Linked DNA regions of Sus scrofa: regions 1 and 2 are each linked to region 3. The links are chromatin contacts, called in public Hi-C maps. All regions are on one chromosome and are shown on one strand. The core of a region is the stretch at or near the end of the contact, and the rest is flanking DNA. Distances in the headings are between cores, read along the strand shown.

Region 1 (4,777 bases), core at 892-3,391, 500 kb before region 3:
GTTATGGTTGCATACTATTCTCCACCTCCCCCTTTACATGTACGGATTCACTTAGACATCCATTCAGCAATATTTGCTGAATGTCTGCTAATATCAGGTACCATTTTAGGTGCTGGGAGTAAAATTGTGTGCAAGATAAGTACAGGTCCTGGCCTCATGGATTTACATTCTGGGGAGTAAGTCCAAGATGCTATGAAGAAGTAGAAAGGGATTGCAGAACAGAGAAAGCTAAGTCTGGCAAGACAAGCAGAGTTAATCTAGGTGGATCAGAGGATGGCAGTTCAGACAAAGGGACTCAGTGACAATGGTTGTTAAGTTCTCCACCATACATTCAGGCTGCTGGAATGAAGAGGGAAACAAACAATGTGGTTTATTTCCATCAGCTCTCCCTCTAGCTCTCATACATCAATACTCCAGTAATACCTTTTGGGTAGAATTGAGGTATAAGCTCTCCAGGGAGAAAGAAAAGGCAGAGTCTCCCTCTGCTTCACAGTTTCTGGGTGGAGTGAACAGATAACAGATAGGAGAGGCTTCAGTTGGTTTCTCTTCCCCAGAGGCTGGGCCCCCGGAGCATAGCTCCCTCCTTACCTGGCCAATCCCAAGGGAGGGATTTCTCTGCAGTCTCTCCTGGAGAAGGGAAGCCAGGGTATGGCTGGAGGGTCTGGTCATAATTGCAAAGAGCTGTACGACAGACGGACCCCAGGGCTGCTGCTAGGTCATATTGAACGTATATGCAAAGCTACAAAAGAATATTGCCTCTTCTGGGATGATGCAACCCAAATCTGGAGTGTAGGGCTTGGGAAGTGAAAGATTCCCCCCAAACAATTCCTTTTGGGCAGGGTGCACCCTGAACAAACGGTTGCCAGACCTGTCTAAAGGTTGAATAAATTGATGAGGCTCTTATAGGACCTGAATCCACTAATGTACTTAAAGAGTAGGTCCTTCCTCACAAGGTTCTGAATGATTAGCTAATAACAGGGGACTGTTTAAGGTACTGCACCTCACAAAGGATACATACTTTCCCAGTTACTTTAAAATAACAGTAACAGCAGTCAGTCTCTACGGAGCGCACTTGACAGGTTCCAGACACTGTGCTAAACTGTTTACAGAGATTAAATTTATGAATTCTCAGAACAACCCTGTAACCTAGATGGGTATTATTACTCCCATTTAATGTGTCAGAAAACAGAGGTTTAGTCGTTGAAATAGTAAGTGGTTTTTTAACTTAGAGCCCATTTTAACTCCCACTCTACACTGTGTCCTTTTGTCTCCCTCCCTTTGTCTGTTCCTTTTCTTCTCTTTCTCTCTCTGAAAAAACAAAAAACCTACCAGAGTAGCCATGTTAATAAGGTATTCACTGAGCTTCCTCTACTATCGCCCTTTTAGCTCTGACATTCCCAGACACTGGGCTTTCCAAACAAACGGCTTCCCTTTGTCATCTGGGGTTTGCCTCAGAGCCAAGATTCTGAAAATTCTAGCTTCAGGTTTCCACACCTAATGCTTGCCAGGAGGTAATACATTTCAGCACACAAACAAGAAAACAAAGCTCCACGCAGGCCTTGGCCTGAAGCTCTGTGCCTTTTCTGGCCAACTCAACTAAAGGCACAGTGGGGAATTCCCTATCCACTTCTAGAGAACTGTTTGCCGTCTGGGGAAAATGAATATAGAATAGTACCTGAGGGTTTCTATACAAAGAGGTTCCATGTTTTTCACCATGTTTTTGGTACAGCTCTGAATAATTCCCTTAAGTATTAGCTATCTCCTCAATAAATCATAAGATATATAGCATTCTAAGTAAAGTTTTTAACACCAGAGCCTCTATGGTGGTATGACCTTTGACTTGGCTTTGCAAAACCTCATATTAAAAAAAAGAAAAAATTAAGTCTACTTAAAACCTGGCCTGACTCACGCACCTTTAAACTTTATTAAAGAATATGATGTAATGAAGATACACAGCTAATCCATAAAATGACTAATTTTGGTGAAAAACATGTGACATCCAATATATTAACATCCAAATAAGATAACCTAATGTTCTTGGTTATTGGTTTCCAAAAACTGTTGAACATTTCCTTGTTTGGCCTTGGAGGAATTTGCTCTGGGATTTCAGCCTGATTCTTGACTTGCTGAAAGACTACAACTTAGAACAAAGCAAGCAGGCTAAGAACAAAGCAACTCATAAAAATGAAAGTAAGAGGTATTAAGCCTGAGGCTTAGTGTGTGTTTTTAAGGAAGGAAGAAACTGCCCCCAGGGCTCAGGAGAAAGTCACTGGCAGCCCTTGAACTTGCTAAAGGCAATCAGACCTCTTGTTCCAGATAGATCAACAAAGTCCCCAAGTAAAATATTTCAATGTAACTGTTATAGCAGTGTCCTGGCTTCATTGAGATGTTTTTTCTCTCAGAGGTTATTTTACCATATGCCATTTAAGCATTTACCCTGATGCTGACATTCCTAACCCAGCAGGGAAAGTGAGGGACAGACTTTCCAAATTGAAGCACAGGCTCTGGAAGGTCACAGCTAAGAAAGCATCAGTAGCCAACTTTGGTTTCATTTAGTAAAATTTCTACGCATGATACAGTGCTGGAGCATGCCAAGAAGGAAGGAGTACCAGATTTGTGTGGGTTTCCTGAGGTTAAAAGAGCAGCCTCTTCTACTTAGTCTTGGGAATTGAGGTTGGGGAGTTATAGGTCTACTTTCAAAAATGGTGAAATATATCAATTTGCCATAGGTAGAGAAATTTGTAAAGCTTCAAATGTGTGGTATTAATGGGTTTATTTTTTCCTTTCCTCTTGAAATGAAACTTGGGTAGAGACAAAATCAGAGTGATTTTGAACACTACTGCATTTCCACGTTAGGATCCCTAGAACTTCGTGGCAAAATACAACAGGAGAGGAATGAGGAGACTATTGTTCTGATTATAGCTTAGCTTCTATCCTGTTGAGAGAATCCAGTGAACTTTCCAGGTCAGTTAAAAAGAGAGGCCTGGATCATTAGTTGACCTCAAGGGCCCTTGGACCTCTTCAATTCAATGCTAATATCAACATGGCACACTGCCTCTAATGGGTTACCACAACTGTACTGTCTCCAACACTGTCTAGGTAAATTTTAGACCAAGGTCACAATGTAGTATTTTCTAAAACATTTTTCTGATATATTAAGTTGAACTATAAGCCCCTGAATTGCTATATAGATATCTCATTGTACTTTGTAAACATTCTATATGGCTCCAAAAATGCATCTGAGATAAAAAATGTATTATCTTTCGAACCACTTACATGTATAGTGTTTAATATGGAAAATGCAGTTGTATGGAAATAGCATTTCTCTCCAGATTGCAGTAAGAGGTTTATGTCATTAATTGACAGTGCTTTTACTGCCCTCTGCTGCCCTAAGGAGAGCAAACACTGGATTTGACAGCCTAAGCTTATATCTGACTGGGAAAAGAAAACTTTTCATTTATAGTCATTATTATTAATGCTTGCTGGCATATTCCAAGTGCAACACTATCTGGCTTAGAAAATCCTTACAACAAAGTAGCCAGTGGCCTGAAACCAAATAAGCACTATGTCCTTCTGAATCAGGATTTTCTAAAGTCCTGTGGGGTTTTATTCAGTTCTAGGTGTTCTTTCTACAAGATCACTAATATGTGGAAATAGCTGTTTATTTAGAAGTTGTTTACAGGGTGTTTTAAAAAAATAAGTTTGTTTTTTTTTAACACGAAAACATAGTAGAAATGGCAACAAAACCAATCTTGATGAAAACCTTGTTTCTTTAAAAAGTAGATTGAAGCTTAGGAGTTCCCATGGTGGCACAGCAGTAATGAACCTGACTAGTACCCATGAGGATGCAGGTTTGATTCCTGGCCTTGCTCAGTGGGTTAAGGATCCAGTGTTGCTGTGAGCTGTGGTGTAGGTCCCAGACATGGCTCAGATCCTGTGTTTCTTTGGCTGTGGTATAGGCCAGCAGCTGTATCTCTGATTCGACCCCTGGCCTGGGAACTTCCATATGCTGTGGATGTGGCCCTAAAAAAGACACACACACAAAAAAAGTATAGTGGAGCTTAATAGAATTGCCTTGTAGGAATGTTCTATTATTTGCATTTAAAATTGGGTGCATAGCATAAGGAAAGGATTGAATGCTTTTATAGCTTCAATTAGGTCTTCATCTACTTTTAATTAACAATATTAGGTGCCATTTCTGCTCATTCTCTAGGGCTTCTGTTTAATAATGATAGCAAAAGTTAATAACCAATATTCATGAGGCTCCTTGGAGATGTGTTTGTAAATTATATTCATTATTTACCTAGCAGAAGCTTTTACCTGAAATCTATTTTACTCCCCAATTATAAATTATCAGCAGATATCATTCACCTAACAATTATATACCAAATGCCTACTATATGCTAGGCACAGACTCTTGGATGAGTAAGCTGAATTTTTGATCTAAGGTACTCAAAACAATTTAGTGAGAGCAAAAGGTAAACAGATGTGTTGTGGAGAAATTTCCAAAGACTGTGCTCCTCTTTGTGCCAATTTAGAGATCCAGTAGTTTGTTTCCATCAGGATCTGTAGCACTAGTGACTAATTCTGTCCTGTAGTACTTACTCCTCAGTACTCACTGAAAAAAACAGGAATGGGTTTTGCATCTTTTTTTTTTCCCACCACTTTTGATAACTTGATACCTCCCTTGGACAAAATGAATACATGCATCTACCCTAATTCAGCAATCATAAATGTGCTTGTAAGTAACAACATACTTCCAACTGTAGGTGTTGCT
Region 2 (4,645 bases), core at 9-2,508, 320 kb after region 3:
AGAGCATGTAGTGTATACATACTTGGTATTAGACATAAGCAATGAATCATTGAATAAGAAGAGGTGCCGCTTCTCCCTCCTGCAGCCTCTTTTGAGTTCTAAGAAGCTGTCGATCAGCAGGGTATGATTGGCTCCCTCAGATGACGTAGTACTTTCACTGTGGATGTTCACCTCAATGGAAGCGCTTCTCCTGAAAAACATCAAACACCACTGAACCAGCTAGTCACTGGTCAAATACACAATGGAATTTATGTTAAATGTCAAGGTTTCACTTCAGTGTCCAAAACGGTGCTTCACAGCCCAAATTCACGAGTGAGCAAGTTATAGAAAGAAATGAAGTCACTGAGGGAGTTGACGTGGACAAAGAACAGTTTCGGGGACAAAGCGCTGAGGCATAGTGACTCTTAGAGGCGAGGAAGAGGAGAAGGCAGCAAAGCTCATCACCAATTACTAGGAAGAGGAGAGCCAAGAGGCCAAAGGCAGAGACTTTTACAAGATGGTAAAAAAAAAAAAATTATGACCTAATATAGATAAAATTATATAGAGATTTGCCAACAGTGATTATAATTTGATTTCATGTTAACATCAAAATTTAGGTAACTAAGGATTGTAAAAAACTGACTTCAATCTTAAATCAGTATTCATATTTTGAGGAAAATTCTTAAAGATCAGCAAATAATACTGGAAATACCGAAAAGTACCTAAATACCGGGCAGTAATTAGCTTTGATTTAATTGAGCTATGACTAAGCTCTAACAGAACTCCCTGGCCGTAATAGATAAAACAAGTAAATTGAACAGAGCATAAAAACTGATAGAGAAGACATTTTCAGAGATCTACAGAAAATTCTCTCTGTGGAGCCAAGAAAGTGTCCTCCCCTCCTTCCCTACCCCCCAGAATGAAAAGCCTGCTCACTTGTGCTCAGCAGCACTGCATTTTATGAACATGAGTGGCTTTTCATGAAACCAGTACTGAAGTTAAAAATTAGTTCAGACATTTTAGAAGCAGGAAAACAAAACACCCCCTGTGACCACCAATCTGTTTTGATGATCAAAAACAGTATATTAAAAGACTACCTTATGCGGTGAAACCTTCAATGATCACCTAAAGGCTCAAAGCGCTTTTTGATTGATGGGAACAACCTTTTTTTCGCCAGTTCTTGGCACTGAAAACCGAGTATGTCTACAGCACTTGGCAGAGTACTGTGAACAAATCCTTGAAGCTTGAGGATCCTGCAGTAGTCAAGGCCACTGGCCATTATGATGTCAGCATTCTGAGGTTCATGTCAGAACTGACAAACTGACATACTTGTTTCCCTGACTTTGTCTCCCTCTTTTGATTTTTTTCAAATTAATATTCGAAATAACTATATTTGTGTAAAGGTTTTTGTGTCAACCTAGGTATCCATTTCTCTGGGCTAAATGCCCAGGAGTGCAAATTTCAGGTTGTATGATAGTTATCTTCTGTTTTTAAAGAAAGTGTCAAATTATTTTCCAGAGTGGCTATACTCTTTCAACATTCTCACCAGTACTATAAGAGTGATTTAGTTTCTTCATGTCCATACAAACATTTGGTGGTGTCATTTTTTATTTTAGGAATTCTGAATAGCTGTGCAATGTAGTCTTGTTGTGAATTTAATTTCTGTTTCCCTAATAGTGATGCTGAACATCCTTTCATGTGCTTATTTGCTCTCTGTATATCTTCTTCAGTGGTACCTATATTACATCTGCTTTATATTTATACATATAAAACATTTTTTGTAAAGATGGCATTCTTTTTCCACTAGAAAGTTGACCATTGTACAGGTGAGGAGGCTGCTGCACAGACAACCTAGGTTTTGTGAAGCCAAGCAGCCCAAGTAACAGGAGGCTTCAAATCCAGCTGACCCAGGAGTCACACAGCCCCAGGCAGTGAGGCCCTCTAACTTCTTCTCACAGGGACAGTCTCTTTCCTTTGACAACTTTGGAGGACTGAAATTTGATCATACTAACAAAGTTTGTGATTTCTCTTGTAGGCTCCTGTAATAGTTATCTGAATACACATCTTTTACTCCCTCAGTAGACCCTAAAGACCTCAAGGAATGAGTCTTTATTTGATTTATCACTTAATTCTTGCAGGCATTGGCACATTGGAGAGTTTTAATCCCTAAGTGAAAAAAAAAAAAAATTAGTTTATTTTTTGCTTTTTCATGGCCACACCTGCGGTATAGAGAGGTTCCCGTGCTAGGGGTTGAATCAGAGCTGCAGCTGCCGGTCTACACCACAGTCACAGCAATGCAGGATTTGAGCCGCATCTGCAACCTACACCACAGCTCACGGCAAAGCCATATCCTTAACCCACTGAGCGGGGCCAGGGATCGAACCCCCATCCTCATGGATACCAGTCAGTTTTTTAACCTGCTGAGCCACAATGGGAACTCCATATTGGAAGATTTAAAACATTTTGTGAATAAATTAATGAAATAGCTTTCTGCCGTGGATGAAGAAAAAAAGGATAATGTAAAATAGCCTCTCTTTTACTTCATTCATTCAGCAGAGAGTATTTGAACCTGTACTAAAAGAAAGGTACTTGGTTAGGTCTGGGTAGCAGGGAACAAAGGGACTCAGGCCCAACTCTCTCACAAAACCTAGAATTGAATGGAGAAGATAGAAATGAAACAGTTTCACCAGTAAATTTTAGTACCAGACTCTGGTAATTCTTACAAAGGAAAGGAGTGAGATGAGCAACTGTAAGAGGGACCAGACAGCTGACTTCGATGGTGGAGATGGCAGGCAAGGAAGTCTTCTTAGAAAAGCTCATTTAAAATGAGCTTTATAATTTGGAAGTAACTGGGGAGAATGGGAGGGAGGGAAGGAGGGGAGAAGGGAAGGAGGTAGAGAAAGAGATAGAGGGAGAGAGAAAGGGAAAGGAAGAGAGAGAAAAAATAAGAAAAGGAGAAAAGAATGTGTGTTGGGAGAGGGTATTTCATATTTCATGCCAAAGGGATGCAATTTGAGTGTATGAAATTTCAGAGACATGAGAGTTTGCTATATTGGAGACACTAACAGAAGGTACAAAAAAGTGAAATAAGTCTGGAAAGGTAGGTGGGGGCCAGAAGCACAGGTCTTTTTAGTCCTTTTTGATCTTGTTAAGGCCTCTCATCTTAAAACCAAACAAGCACAGAAGCAGCATATAGACAGTGGCCCCCACAGACAGCTCACCACTTTTAAATGGACGATGCTAGTCTGGACACGCTCGACTGTATTTAGAACCATGAAGGCTCATTGGGCGACACTTCCTGGCCTCTCATCAAGCATCTGTCAGAATCTATTTAAGGCAAGAAATGTAGGCAGACGTATCTCTGCGACTTCCCCAATTCCTGGATTATCTCCCTTCTCTGCCTCTCCCTTTTGTAGAGGTTAGAGGTAGGAAACTCCTGCCCTTCTAGAGTCTAGTTGCTGGTAAATAATTCTACTACGTATCAGAATTGTTTGGGGGATTTTTTTTTTTTTTTTTTAGTCTGTGCCTTCCCCACCAGATGTTCTGAATCATCAGATCCAGAAAATCTGTATTTAAAAAAAGCCTTTTGTGTGATTCTTATATGTAACCAGGATTGTGACTGTTTTTTAGGTATCCACTGAGAACGAAGTGGTGTTCTTTCACCATCTTCCCCTTGTAGTGAAGTCAAAGAGAGAAGACTTTTTCTCAGACAGATCAAGAGAGCTCTTCTTAGTCATGTAATAGTTACCTTTAAATGTAATAATAGCTAAAGCTTAATTTCTTCCAAAATACCATTGTTAGTTATTTTGATTTTATGAAGGAGCTCTAAATGGAATAACACTGACTGAGTCTATTTTCATCTACTTCCTTGAACTTTTGTCCTAAAGATCAAATAGAAAGGTGATCCTTTGCCCATAATACTAACACTTAAACACATTGTAAAGACAAGACTGTTTTCTTAATTCTTTTTTTTTCCTTAAATTTTAAAATCTTTGATTAAATGTCTATATTGGAAAACATTGTAGTAGATTCAGGAGCATGGGTCATGGAATCCAGTTACCTAGTTTTGAATCCCTCCTCATTATTTACTGCCTATGTGAGAAGACTAGGAAAACCAGCTGTGCTTTTAAAGCCTCAGTGTCCTCATGTGTAAAGTAGAGATGATGGTAAAAGTAGTCACAGGGTTGTTCTGAGAATAAATGAGATAATACTTCAGAAAACTTACTATGGTACCCAACACAGTTACCCCTAAACTAATGTTAATTATGCTTCTAGGAGCCAGTGAGATTTTTATATTCAAAAATAGCAAGCAGTGTCATGGATATTCTTCCATGACCAGAGAGAGGGAGATAGGACAGTAGTGTTGAACTACAAGTTGTCAAGCTCTTTGCCAGGCAGTTTATGTACATTATCTCATTTCTTTTTTTTTCCTCTTTAAATGATTTTTATTTTTCCCATTATAGTTGGTTTACAGTGTTCTATCAATTTTCTACTGAAAGCAAAGTGACCCAGTCACACATACATTCTTTTTTTCATATTATCCTCCATCATGCTCCATCATAAGTGACTAGATATAGTTCCCAGTGCTATACAGCAGGATCTCATTGCTTATCCATTCCAAAGAAATAGTTTGCATCTCTTAATCTGATTCCTAGTCCATCCCACT
Region 3 (4,231 bases), core at 949-3,448:
GATAGGTCCTCCGAAACCATCGCCTTGGTTAAAAACCCCCTAGAGTGATCAAATCGACACCAACTCTGAATGTTCGTTAAAAGACACAGATAAAAAGAGCTCCAACCAAGACCTAAAGGTAACACATCCTCAGGAAAGTCAAGGAAGACAAAAATGTCATACGGTCTATTTTCAATGAAGCATCGTCCCGCCGGCGTGACCCCGGCGCCACCACCCAGCACCCGGGCCTCACCGTGCCCCCGGGGAAAGTGGGAAGGCCAGGGGATTCTGAAAGAAGTACCTTGTTTTGTCTCCAAAAGGCAACATAGCAAAAGCGGGAAGTTGGAGGTGCAGTGCAGGCGGCCTCTGCGGACCCTGGACTCCTGGAGGCTCCGGGGGCGACGACGTGCCCAGGTGAGGCCGGTGACTCGAAGCCCGCTCCCCTACCACCCCAGTCGCCGCGCCGCCGCCAGCCGCCGCCTGCTTGCCCCGCACTGCGCCGCCCCCTGGCGGGGAGCGCCCAACCGAGCCGCGGCCGTGCGCCGGCGGGTAGGAGCCCAGCGCCCAGCCCCGGCCGGCTCCTCCACCATCACCGTCCCGCGTGCGTCTCCCTCCAGGCAGAGGCGGCCAGCACCCGCTGCCCCCAGTCGGCGACGGTGAAGTTCGGGCCCCTTCCCCCAAAGGAGTGCGTCCAGGAGTCAGCCTGAGTCCGCGCGCAGCAGCCTTGCCCGCGCCCTGGTTTCGCACAAACTTCTCAGGCTTCGAGGCACCCGCCCGCCACGCACTCTCCGCTCCACCCTCCTAGTCCCTGGGCTTCAGCCTCAATCCTCCTCAACTCTCCCTCGAGCGTTTCCCACGCGCGTTTCGACTGTCCGCTGCGCAGCCGCCTCCCAAAGGACAGGCTCCCTCCTCCCTTCCCTCCGCAGAAGCCGCCCCGCGCTTGGCTCCGGACCAAGGAGAGCTGACCTCTAGGGTCGCCTAGGGCCGCACGGGACCTGCCCGCCCCCCCAGGGTCTGCTCTTCGCCGCGCTTCCCCGGCGTCCTTTGTGTGCGCGCGGCAAACCCCACTGCTGAGCCCTTTCGGCGGCGCCGCCTTGCAAGCAAAAAGCAAAGGGAAGGAGGAGCGCGGGACAATCCGGGGACTGGAAGGGGGCAAACGGCGACAGCACTCACTTCGGAGAGGTTCCGGCATGTTGCTGCCTTTGGGCTTTCTCGTGGTCTCGCCCCTACCCGGGCTTCCCCGCCCCGCCAGGGCCGGGGCAAAGGGGGACGGGGGAGGAGCGGAGCCTCAGGGACGGCGTTGGAGATGGTGCTTCCGGAGCTGCAGGGAAGGGGCTCAAAAACTGTTTTAGTTTCGCTAAGGAGATTTAGGGGAACCAGGAGTCTAAAGAAGGGCTGGAGCAAGGCCCGTGAGCGCGGATGTAGGAAAATAATCTTGCTCCCAGGGAATATCAGGGCTACTGGGGTGGGGTGAGGTGGAGTTGGGGGGTCGGCAAGTACATTTTCGTATTTGAACTTTTGTGAACAAGTTAGATTGAATCCGACGCTTGGTTTTTCGACTGTACTCGCCTTAAAGTCGAGGTCTCTACCCTGTAACAGGATCAAGGACCTACTTCAAAAGCAAAGGGCCTGAGAGCGGAGGCTGTTTAATGGGTAACCACAGGGAAAATTCAATAGGGGAGAGAGACCAGCCCCTGGCCACGCTCCATGCCCCGGCCGGGTCTTCCATGGGTCCTCTTCTTACCTGGTGGCTTTCCTAACAAAGTAAGAGAAGGTAAAGTCCCAGTGATCGTCCAGCCACGCTTCGACCGAGTCCTGGTCCCATTGCTGCTGCGGCCGCGCGAAGCCGGGGCCGGCCCGCTCCATGATCAGCGCGGAGCGTCTCTGCGGCTGGGCTGGCTGGTGCTGGTTTTCCACCCCAGCTGGGGTCCCTCCCTCGGAGGAGCAGGACTCTGTCTCGAGACCCTCCTCCTTTGCCCTGCTCCAGTCAGGCCGGCTTTCGGCGAAGCTGCTCAGGAACCGGGCCAGCCTTCTGCCGCGCCCCGCCTCTCCCAATCCTCACCGCACTCAGGTGTGGCGGGCGGGGCTGGGTGCAGCAGCCCCGCGCCTTCCCAGGGGTCTGGCCCAGACTGGCTCTCGAAGTCTCTCGAGTCCCCAGATTCCAAGGCTGCCGCGGCGGCGACTGGCGAGCTCTCCGGAAGCCAAGTGGCCAGAACTAGAGGAGGAGGCCACGCGGCCGCTGGGGTGCGCTGTGTGCTGAGCGGGCTCCAGAAGAGCGCGCAAAGGTGACTGTGGGTGTGTTCGCTGAGGGTCCCACTCTAAGAAAGGGAAAGTCGCCTTGTGGGGACCAACCCCAAGCTCAGAAAGCAGTAGCTGGGGGGATTTGAGCCCGAAAAGTGAGAGGTGGTGATAGCCAGGACGCTTTTTCTTAGGCCTGAGAGAACAATCGTTGTCCCCCCTCGCTTTCCGCCAGCCCAGCGCGTGGCAGGAGCGGGTACCCACCTTACTAGAAGGCCAGCCAGCGCAATGGCCCAAAGCACCCCAGGTAACGACGGGGCCAGTTAAGGAGATGTGGCGCATGTGGCGCGTGTGTCACCAAAATAGAGTTGCGGGTCCTGGTGGGTTATTTCCAACATAGCCATTCCTGTGCTTAATTTGTTAATAATAGTAACAACAATAACTATAAATCAGATGTTTTTGCATCAAAGGCTTAATTTACTTTAATCTCCCTTTCCTGACTGGAAAAAGATTTTTTGGAAAAAGAAAACGGTAAATTGAAGTACAGTAATCACGGATGGTTTGTGCATGAAGTCAGAAAACAGGGGCATCTCCATACAATTCAGTTAACTTGAGAGTACAGGCACTACCCAGGTACAGTGCAGAGCAGCCAGTTAGCCCAATTTTAAATTAATTGATTCGTACTGATTGAAACTAATACATACACACTGTGAAAAAAGTATCTGTTTAAAAAGGTTCAGTCTTCCAACACTGATTTGTCTTATACCTACCATATTTTACAAAAAAGAATTGGTGTCTTCCTTTGCTTTATCCTCATTCCCATCTCCCTGTCCCGAATTTGGAGTTTTAATATGGTATTTTGCAGTGACCTAATTTTTTTGGCAGAATTAAATCTGGAGCCTTGTGTTTCACAACGTGTGAACGACACCATTAGCAGTGATATACCAAAAGTGATTTAGCTGACATACTTTTAACAAACTCCTTTCAAAATATTCTTGGCAAGAATGTAAGACATTACTCACTACATAGAAACACATAATTAAATAGATAATATGAGAACTTTAAAAAAATGTCTTCTAATCCCTCAATGCAATGGTTTACACTTCCTGCATTAAATAATTTTCCTTTTATAATTTCAATTTCTCTGAAATTTTACTGTGGAATGCAGGTAGCCACAAACTAATTTTAAAAAAAAGCAAAGGAGAGGTGAAATAATGCTTGATAAATTTTATCAGATTTTAAAATGTTATTTCTCTTCTGATTTGTTACTATGATAGTGATTAGAGTGTTGATAAACTAGAGACTTTTTCCTCAGTGCTCAGTTCTTCCCTGTGGAAATCTATGCATTTCTTCTCTCAGGAGGTCAATGATAATTTAAAATTCTACTTACCTACTAATGGAGTGAATTTTTGCCTTGAATCATTTGCAGTGGTTGGCTACCTTGATTAAATAAACAAGCACTATATGTCCATATGTCCTTTTTGTCTCCTATTCTGAAATGGTTAAATTATCAGAAATCAGGAAGGCTTCTGAAAAATTTGTGCAAGAAAAACAATGCATGGATTCTCCTATCAGTGAGCCTCAATTCTGTGTGGTATAGATGGTGGGTTGGGGGTTACTGTAAAGGCCTGTTATCTGAGGTAAGCATATCACCAGAGATTGGGGAATGAGGCATTTCAGCCTGTTCTAGACTCTAGAAAACTCAGATAAAACAACACCTCTTGAAACTTTAAAGTACTTAAAGGTAAGCATATTTTGAACTGGTCTCATGCTGGCCTCTTGTTTCCTAGCTCCATTTTATTCTCAACCCCAATTTGCTTGATTATTTTATATATGTTTAACTTACTGGTATGGATTGCCCAAGGCATCTTGAATCTTGTTTTAGAATAAGTCGAAAATGAGTAAGTAATAAACACAACCAGGAAATAACTTGAAAAATGATATTAATGCTACTTATGACAAATAAACATGCAACAACTTAACAGAAAGCCTCCAATGGATTCCCACTGTACTA

What was found. Hi-C and Micro-C count contacts between places; a contact is called where the count stands out from the background.
Region 1: a contact with region 3 is called in a Hi-C map of subcutaneous adipose tissue, with 2.5 times the contacts expected there. The contact joins the enhancer-like site here to the promoter of PDE5A in region 3. A contact is called at or near these places in 1 of 5 promoter capture datasets (liver), 9 of 47 Hi-C or Micro-C datasets (embryonic fibroblasts, epiblast stem cells, fibroblasts and 5 more) and 1 of 2 datasets of contacts at active chromatin or transcription factors (skeletal muscle).
Region 2: a contact with region 3 is called in a Hi-C map of embryonic fibroblasts, with 2.9 times the contacts expected there. The contact joins the promoter of LOC102159443 here to the promoter of PDE5A in region 3. A contact is called at or near these places in 2 of 5 promoter capture datasets (fetal skeletal muscle and liver), 18 of 47 Hi-C or Micro-C datasets (alveolar macrophages, brain, embryonic fibroblasts and 10 more) and 1 of 2 datasets of contacts at active chromatin or transcription factors (skeletal muscle).

What each region holds. Positions count from the first base shown.
Region 1 is chr8:104,769,850-104,774,626 of Sscrofa11.1, reverse strand. The region is part of intron 2 of SEC24D (protein transport protein Sec24D); the gene reads right to left. All of the region lies in intron 1 of SYNPO2 (synaptopodin-2), which reads left to right. Among named protein-coding and RNA genes, the nearest start is that of SYNPO2, 72 kb to the left of the region's middle. Within about 2 kb of position 2,141, at least 19 of the 83 cell types and tissues checked have an H3K27ac peak or open chromatin away from gene starts, as enhancers often do. A contact at or near this core is called in mesenteric adipose tissue and subcutaneous adipose tissue, where this site is marked.
Region 2 is chr8:103,950,557-103,955,201 of Sscrofa11.1, reverse strand. LOC102159443 (rho GTPase-activating protein 20) reads right to left here and starts at 1,258. Exons shown (of 13, transcript XM_021100547.1): 1 at 1,143-1,258; 2 at 23-190. The coding sequence starts at 1,258.
Region 3 is chr8:104,268,825-104,273,055 of Sscrofa11.1, reverse strand. It overlaps PDE5A (cGMP-specific 3',5'-cyclic phosphodiesterase), which reads right to left and starts at 2,198. Exons shown (of 22, transcript XM_021101648.1): 1 at 1,724-2,198. The coding sequence starts at 1,845.